2 separate regions of the Mus musculus genome follow, and region 1 is linked to region 2. A link is a contact called in public Hi-C data. All regions are on one chromosome and are shown on one strand. Each heading gives the region's core, a stretch centred on a gene start, on an enhancer-like site or on the middle of the called end of the contact. The rest is flanking DNA. Distances are from core to core; before and after follow the strand shown. Region 1 overlaps Nrxn3 (neurexin III). Region 2 overlaps Nrxn3 (neurexin III).

Region 1 (4,416 bases), core at 1,269-3,768, 240 kb after region 2:
ATGGATGAAACTATAACTTCTACCACTGGTTAGTTTAAGTAGTAGCATGCTTTGATGTCGAAGAAAAAAAAAGTGGTTCCAAAACAAGTTCAGTCTAGTTCTGAATGTCTCTAGATCTTTCTTTGCATTGTTTGTATTTTTGGGAAAGAGGTTCTTTGTTGAGGAAGGCACCCTGTCACTTAGAATCTTACTGCTCTTCAGGAAACGTTCCTGAAAAGCCTTTCGTGTGACAAAGGAGAGTGTTTTTCTATTGTCCACAGAGGGACTTGGGGTGCCTAGAAAGCGGTGGTGACAGCTCCATGAAGGATGAAGTAAGAACATTCAAAGATGATTCTATCTGTAGCTTTAGAAAATGAAACTGGGAGTCAGATAACTGTGACCAGTATTTCTGTTACTCAAAAACTTCTGTAGAAGATAACTTGAGAAGAAGGTCTCCAGGCCAAGGATAGAGTTTTTGCTAATCACGTGTGTGACTTGTTTGCTCAAAAGATAAACAAATGGTGGGGTTTCTTTAAGTGACTCCATTGTTAAACTCATAGTTTCAGCCCATGGACAAGCTTTTACTTGGTCAGCAGGAAATTATCTAAGAATAGTGCTGGAGTGAACTGACTTAGCTATCCCCTCTATTTCTGCCCTATATTCTAAATTCTTCTCTCTTGACCATTCATCTTCTTATAGTCTGGGAGAGAAAGGAGATCTAATAACTAACTACATGCGTCCCTATAACATCCTGGATGCAATCCAAAGACCTACTTTCAATGCCCATTGTCGTTGGAGATTAGTAAAATGTTTTCTGTTGGTTTAGGACATAGTCAATAAAACCCATAGTGGGCAGTGGTGCAATGAGAATATTGTGTTAATCCTAGTTGATCCTAAGTATTGTGTGGCAGAAATGCATTTTGAGCCATCTGTTATCTGTGAAGAAAAGAAAAGAGCAATCAGTCTCAAGTAATGGGGAGAATCAGCTCATTTGTGAAGACTGTTACTTAATGAAGTTCCTTGATGGATTCCAGAAAGAGCTGTGGACATTGCAGTTTGTTTCCTTAAACTGCTTTGCATATCTAATGAGAAAGGTAAAACCTTGAGCCTGCTTGCTTGTTTTCTTCAGGCCAAGGTTTGCTAGTTTAAAGTGTGTGGAAGACGTGAGACAATGACTCCTATGACTTCTAGTCATGACAGGGAAGCTGCACCCAAGAGATCTCAACAATATGGTTGCCCAAACAAGTCTTGAATTAGGAAAAGAGCAGTCAGCATCCTGAAATGGACAGAGCAAATGTTACAAGGCCACATTCCAAGACAAAGAACTATAGATAATCTGTGGCTGCTAAGAGTCAGTTTTGTCCATGGACAGGCCCCCTGGATGGGTTATTTATTCCCAAGTTGTCAGCCCTAAACACAGACGTGTACAAGCAACACTAAATAAACTCAGTAGGTCATGAACTTGAGAGAAAGCAGAGGCAGGGTTGGAGGACTTGGATGGGGTATAGGGAAATATAAGAATGATGTAAATACAATGCTCATATATTTTGTACTGAATAGCAGAGAGCCATATTCTCAGGCCAAGGCCTAAACCGCCTTTCTGTTGGGCTCTTCTCCCAAGCCAAGTTTATTAGCATGTTAGCTTCAGACCACTCTGACTGCCATCAAATCAGATGGAGGGTGAAGACCTATAAGGAGAAAAAGTTGGCTTGTATTTTAGGCTCAGAGGTGTACCTCAGAGGAAAACTGGCTACTACTCTCAAAGATTACCTCTTCCCATTTCTCTCCTTCCTCTCTTCTTCTCTCCTCTCTTCTCCTCTCCTCCCCTCTCTTCTCTTCTTCTTTCTTTGTTATTCCTCCCCTTTTCCTCTTTGTTACCAACCCTTCTTTCACTTCATTTATTTTTACATGATAAAATAATTCCCAGGATGCCTCAGGAGGACAGCTGATTTAAGACCTTTCTCACTGAAAGAATAATAGCTTTCTTCTTTTCCACAACCATCTATTTCATGATGCAAATTATGTTGTTTAATGTTAATTGTCAATTTATGAGAATCTAAAATCACCTGGGAGATAAGCCCATGGGCTTTCCTGAGGAAGTTTATCTTGGTTGTGTTACTTGAGATAGGAAGACCTTCTGTAGATGGCACCCTTCTGTGTATGGGATCCTGGACTTTTTTTATCAATGGAGAAAAGACAGTGAATAGCAATGTGTATCCATTGCTCTATGTTCATAATTTTGTACACATAGTGACACATTCCTCCCAGTTCCTACCTCCTTGACTTGCCTGCAGTAATAAACTACATATACTTAAGCTGTGAACTAGAATAAACCCTTTATCCTTTAACTTGCTTTCATGAGAATATTTTATCACTGAAGCAGAAGAAACTAAAACAAAACTCAGTTATTTCTTCTTGCTGGATGCTTTCCTTGATTTCTTTACTCTGTTTTGAAAATTCAACTCGACTTCTTTAGTCTTACAAAACGCTTGGCACAGAAACAATCACAAAATCATAGGCCATCTGGTCCTACACTGTTGCCAGTCTCTGTACTACTAGAAATGAATTTGCCAGAGAATTCGGGAGGTAGTCTGACCCTTTTCCTAAACCAGTCAGATACTCCTAGTACCAAGTAATAATATTAGCTAATCATAGCTTACCCATACAGATTGCTTAACACACCTGATATTTTATAGTTTATGATTGAAAGCCAATATTTGATCTAGGGTAAGATCCAGAGCCAAAGGGATTGGGTTCAAATTCTGCCAGTTAATCTCTTTAAGCCTTGTGATAAGTAGGTTTTCAAAGTCCCAGTTTATATAAACTGGACGTAATTTTAGTTACTGTAAGTTGTTAACTTAAAAGGAGTGAATAAAAAATAAAATCTTAAACCTGATAAAAAGTGAGATAACATGCTAATTATTCTACTTTATATCCAGTGTTTATCTCCAAATGTTTAAATGTGCTCTTCAAAACCATGAGCTATATATAGAAAGAATAATACTTTGAAACAGTACATAATCTACGTTCTCACTTACTGTAAAGAGCACAGAAGCTGCTTTTACAGTGATACTGATGATTGCAGATGGATAATTGAGAAAGAGAGATGTGGAAGAATTCTGTGACAACCCCTATGTCTCCCCAGCCCGCCCCTGAAAAGTAGCAGCCTAAACAGAAAGCCATTGAAAAGAATTCTTGTTTTAAATTTACTTATTTATCTATTTAAATTTATTTATTCATTTTACATCCCACTCACTGTTCCTCTTCCTGGTCACCTCCTCCCACAATTCTTCCCCCATTTCCAGCACCCCTTCTCTTCTGACACATCAAGTTTCTGCAGGTCTAGGTACATCCTCTTCCACTGAGGCCAGACAAGGCAGCCCAGTTAGAAGAACATATCCGAGGACAGGCAACAGCTTTTGGGCTAGCCCCTGCTCCAGTTGTTCAGGACCCACATGAAGAACAAGCCACACATCTGCTACATATGTGCAGGGAGGCCTAGGTCCAGTCTGCATATGCTTTGGTTGGTGGTTCACTCTCTGAGAGCCCCAGTGTGCGTTAGTTGGTTCTGTTAGTCTTCCTATGGAGTTCCTATCCCCATTTGGTGTTGGCAATTCTTCCTTCTATTTTTCCTTAAGAGTCCCCAAGCTCCATCCACTGTTTGGCTGTAGGTGTATGCATTTGTCTGAGTCAGCTGGTGGGTGGAGCCTCTCAGAAGAGAATTCTTAAAAACTGTGATAGAATGATGAAGCTAGCTCTCTGCAATTGATGGCTTCTAGTGGGGTGTGGGAGTGGAGGATGACTCAGTTCTATTTAAGAGGAAGGCCACTGAGAGTTTGACCATAGTCCAGTGAATATACAAAGGCTACAGATGACCTTATATTTTACTTTTCTTCTTTAAACTTTAAATTGTGAGGTGTGTGTGCACAACGTTGGGGGAGCAGACATGGGAAATGTGTGTGACCAGGGCACATGGTGTGGAATTACCAACAGATCAATAAAAATGTTATGTTGGAACAAAGAAAAGAAATCGCTGCAAAGTGAGAGTGATCTCAGGTGACAAAAGGCATAGCAACTGTGGCAAGAACTAACATACAGATGGATTTTAAGCCTCCTGTGAAACCAAATAGTAGTGCTGTCTTCTTTCTTGTCCCTTGTACATGAGGCAAAGTGGGTTCTACCATACCTCTCCACTTCCAAACGATGGGAATCTAGGGCTGAATATCATGTCAGGAAGCTCAGGACCAGTGAAAAAGGGGAAAGGAGAAGGAAAAGATAATCTTGGGTTTCAGGGTTGCTGAGGCTGACTGAAGTGCCCATTTACATTACATCCATTTTTTTAAAAAGATTTATTTACCTTATGTATACTGTAGCTGTATACTGTATGCTGTACACTGTAGTTGTCTTTAGACATACCAGAAGAGGGCATCAGATATC
Region 2 (4,269 bases), core at 256-2,755:
TTCCAGCTACGTGTTGGACTTAGAGGTATCAGATAATGTTTGCTGTATGATTTCTAGTAAAATGAATTGTGAATTCTCTGATTGAAATATAATTTTAATATCCTTTACTGTGTATGGCTGAGAAAAGTTCATTCCAAGTTCATTTTTTTCTCCCTGATGTGAACTAAGTTCTGCTACTGTTGCCCGGCTCTAGGCAATTATCATGAAGAAATTCCAGGGAGCCCAGAGGACCTTTCCTTCAAATACCTGTTCACCTAGAGTGCTTGAGGCATTCAATACTATTAGTTCCTGCATCCCTTTGAAATATGTACATTATTTCATCTTTATGGGAACACAGTTTTGACCCTTGGAGTGTATAGATAATCTCCCCTGCAGTATAAGAAAATTTTGACCTTAAGCAAATATTATAGAATTCTGGACCCCCAAATTTTATGTAGCAAAGGCTTGAGGGATGTGTACTCTCATTTTAGGTTTCTCGCTTTCTACTCCTTCTTCCCTTTAACTGCAATTTCCAGTTGGCTGTAAGAATTCTCAAGACATCAGTACTACATTTTCTTGCACCGTATTCTCATAATTTTGTGAGAGCTTGTGCACACTGAAACGCAAAGCTCCGGTTCCTTACTATACCTTTTGCTCACAGTTGACCTGGGTCATCTTTGCTGTCAGTTGCTTGTATTGGGCTTAAGCTTTCAGGTGGAATGATGCTAATACAGGTCAGTTCTGTTCCATCCAGGGGATTATGTCCCATCAGGCAGCCTTGGCATTCCCCTTTGTTAAAGAACAACAGAAGGCAAGATAAAGTGTTTGATGATTGGATTAAGGGGGATGAACTTATAAATTGTGGTCATCTACCCCCTCACCCCCCGAGAAGGTAGGCATAAGGTAAAGTATGATTTGCTTCTGTGTTAATCCTATGATTTTCTGGTCCCATGGCTTAGAAAGTTGAGGATTTGTCAAGTGGCTAAAGAAGGACAACCCAAGGTTACATAGATTCGATGAGTTTGTTTAGAAGTTCAGAAAATAAACCCTACCACTTTTAGATATCTGCATAAGGAAGTATGTTTCAATATTTTGGGGTCTCAAGAAAAAAACTATTTCTCTTTAAGAAATTAAAAAATATTCCTATGAATTAATCTATTATACTCTGTCACCCAAATTAAAATAGCCATACTATTTTTTTTTAAAAATCATGACTTAATTTTAAGATAATGAGGAAGTTCAAGTATACAGAAATTAAAGAAAATCGTCTTTGCCATGGTAGTAAGTGTAAATGTTTTGTTTTATTTAATCAATTTTGCAATTTATAACATGGAAATTATATGCAACTATAAACAAATGAATATTTGAGAACCAGCTTCCATCTCCAGCCCCTCCCCATTTTTGTTTTCTTTAATGAAATCCACATTGTAAGTTAAAGTCTTTCCATTGGTGCTGGTGGTTCAGGGTGAGTGGGATGCTTATCATGGGGACTTGCTACTTACACGCATGATTAAATTCAGTTGTCAGGTTTGGACAGGAGAGATCCCCTCCTCTTCCCCAGGAAGTCTGTAGAGAAGGGCTGGGATGGAGAGGATATTCATTTTCCAGTTTATAGAAGAAGGGTCCATCCATCATGATCAAAGAAGAATATTTCATGCCGTCCACCTCTGGTGAGGGCTGCAATAAATATTCTATCCTCTCCCCAACTTTGTTTCCTGCTCTGATTAAAATTCACCTTATAAACAGATAGGATGGCTTGAGATTATGAAATCAAAACACACAAGAATTATTCAGTCTCTGTTGCTCATTTTCTCCTCTGTGAATAATTTCTGCTGACAGGTGACCAGTGAGGCCATCTGTCTCTTTATTACACAAGCCTGTGGTGGGTCCCGTCTCCTCTGCCCTGGAGTTAAATGAAGGTTTCTTTGACAAGAGAATAATATAGGCCAGCAAATGTAATGCGATTTTAGGACATTCATGATTTCTTTTTAGGAATATGAACACAAATATTTTCTTCCTATGATTGAAATGTAAGTATTTCTTAAAGATTCAGGTAGATACATATCATTAAAATAACCCAACCATTCTCAGTATTAGGAAGTCTAGAAAAACTACTAATGTTTCAGAATTTGTAGTGTCATTTTCTTTGAGTATTTCATTTATTTTGATCCATTCAAATGATTCATTGGGGGGGGGATGTCTATGTCATAATAGATTGCTTTATTGTTCAACATAGCCTCTAAATTTGATTAGGAAAATGAAATCTACGAAGTACCTCAGCTATAGATTTTGGAAAAAAATGATTTGAATGTAATGTTCACTTCTCTTTCTGTGTTAGTTCAGAGGGAAAGGATTTTGATTGTTTGTTTGTTTGTTTGTTTGTTTTAAAAGACAACTGTAAAACTAACAAACTATTCACCCACCTATTCATCACCATTTTGGTCATATCTGCACTTCACACATGTTATCCCTAGAGGAGATTATCCAGTGCCAATTGGAGGGGAACTCATCCCTAGACTGATAATGTTCTTCCGGTTATTTGTTGAAGTTTGCCAAATGACTAAAGACTTACGGAGTCCAGACAGGGAAGCCACTTTTCCCTTAGTGGAAATCTATTTTTATGATTCCTGTTCTACCATATGAATATAATCAGATAGAAATTAGAATGTACTAGCTAAGAAATGAAATAAAACTTATAAGAAACACTTTGGGAAACTTTTCTAAGACTTCAGACCACGGCAGACTAATCTATTTCCTCTTGATTCTGTTTATAGTCTTTCATTTGATTACCATTACCTCAACAGAGAGAACTGAGATGTAATCTTTGGGATAGCCGTCTCAAAAGTTACAGAGCTAGGAGACAGGGAACGGAGGTGGCAATCCAGCTTTACCTATGAGAAATGAGTTCCTTTCTCTATGATATCACCTTGTTGTATGCAAAGATACAAGGTAGGATTACAACCACATTCCCACAGAGGAATGCAATAGAATCCAGCCATAGTCTAGATGGCCAGACACTGGTCACCTAAATGCCTAGTGCTATAAGAGGATACTTGGCAAACAGGAGTATAGACAGATGGTGCCCAACCCACACATCTCTATTTATGTAGAGGCCCCCAGTGTTTGTGTTAGCAGGTTTGGATGTTAATAAAAGAAATTGTTTGTTCTTTCTTTTTATGCCTGCAATTCATTTTTAGTGTAGATTTAAAAAGAAGAATTTGTAAGATCACTAGATACCAAGAGACGTGTGAGCAAAGCCAAAAGTGTATTAGGTTTAAAAGGGAAAGCCTGTGCATACATTATAAACAAACAAACAAATAAACAAATAAATGTTTGCCATTTGTCCACTAGAGGGTACTGTGAGTCCATTGGTCAATTTAATGGATAGGATCTTTTTTTTTCTTTTTCTGCTTTTTTTTAAATTCCTCCTTTTCCCCATGTTGGTCAAGGGAAAATGGAGGGAATCAGGACTAAGAGGAGTAAACAGTGGATATTCTCAATGTGAGTTTTTTCTCAGTCATGACCCTTCTTTATAAGCAAGAAAATTAAACACATTTGGAGAGTTTCAACATGCTCTTGTCAGTGTCCTTGTTATAAACCATACTCATGTATTTTGATAAAGAGCATTGATACTCGGAATCAGGTAAGTTCCTGTTATGAGCAGATATTTCAACAGGAAGCACTGACAAAAATGCCTTTCCTCCTACAGACAGTGTGTGGGAAATAGATGGCATGAATGAGAAATGACTAAAATACCATCCAACTGAGTCTGTCATTTGAGGTTCCCAATGAAGGACGATCGCTTTTGAGATTGCTCTAGGACACATGCACAGCTCAACAAGTGCTTTCCTTTTCTTAAAGTCTGTTATCAACGAAAACAGAAAAGGCAAGGCATGACCCTGTAATTTCCTTGAATTTGTCCAAAGCACGAAGTTTCTGTCTGAATATTACTATGTACTAAACAAGATTCTGGGCAGTGGAAAGATGGAGATGAAAGATAAACTCCATCCCCCAAGAATTCTAAATCCAGGGGTATAACTCGCCAGTGGTTTGAGAGACATTATAAATAGAAATTAGAGGTAGATAAGAAGCTATTTAAATACTCAGCTATAGGATCTATTGTAGCCCCCCAATGTTTGGCATCCGAGAGCAGGGGCAGTAGGCAAGTAGATACACATCTAATATTGTACTCATCATGACCACTTGACCTCTTGCAACATTCAGTTCTCACTCTTAGCCTAGGGCTGCAGACCAAGAGATGTTAGCAACCTGGATGTCTGCTGGCTTCCA

Evidence for each region. Hi-C and Micro-C count contacts between places; a contact is called where the count stands out from the background.
Region 1: a contact with region 2 is called in a Hi-C map of cerebellar granule neurons, with 3 times the contacts expected there. The contact joins two enhancer-like sites. A contact is called at or near these places in 3 of 484 Hi-C or Micro-C datasets (cerebellar granule neurons, cerebral cortex and nephron progenitors).

The regions. Positions count from the first base shown.
Region 1 is chr12:89,786,488-89,790,903 of GRCm38.p6, forward strand. The region is part of intron 14 of Nrxn3 (neurexin III); the gene reads left to right. Among named protein-coding and RNA genes, the nearest start is that of Gm40538, 620 kb to the right of the region's middle. Within about 2 kb of position 2,519, at least 4 of the 459 cell types and tissues checked have an H3K27ac peak or open chromatin away from gene starts, as enhancers often do. A contact at or near this core is called in cerebellar granule neurons, where this site is marked.
Region 2 is chr12:89,551,901-89,556,169 of GRCm38.p6, forward strand. The region is part of intron 14 of Nrxn3 (neurexin III); the gene reads left to right. Among named protein-coding and RNA genes, the nearest start is that of Gm40537, 580 kb to the left of the region's middle. Within about 2 kb of position 1,506, at least 4 of the 459 cell types and tissues checked have an H3K27ac peak or open chromatin away from gene starts, as enhancers often do. A contact at or near this core is called in cerebellar granule neurons, where this site is marked.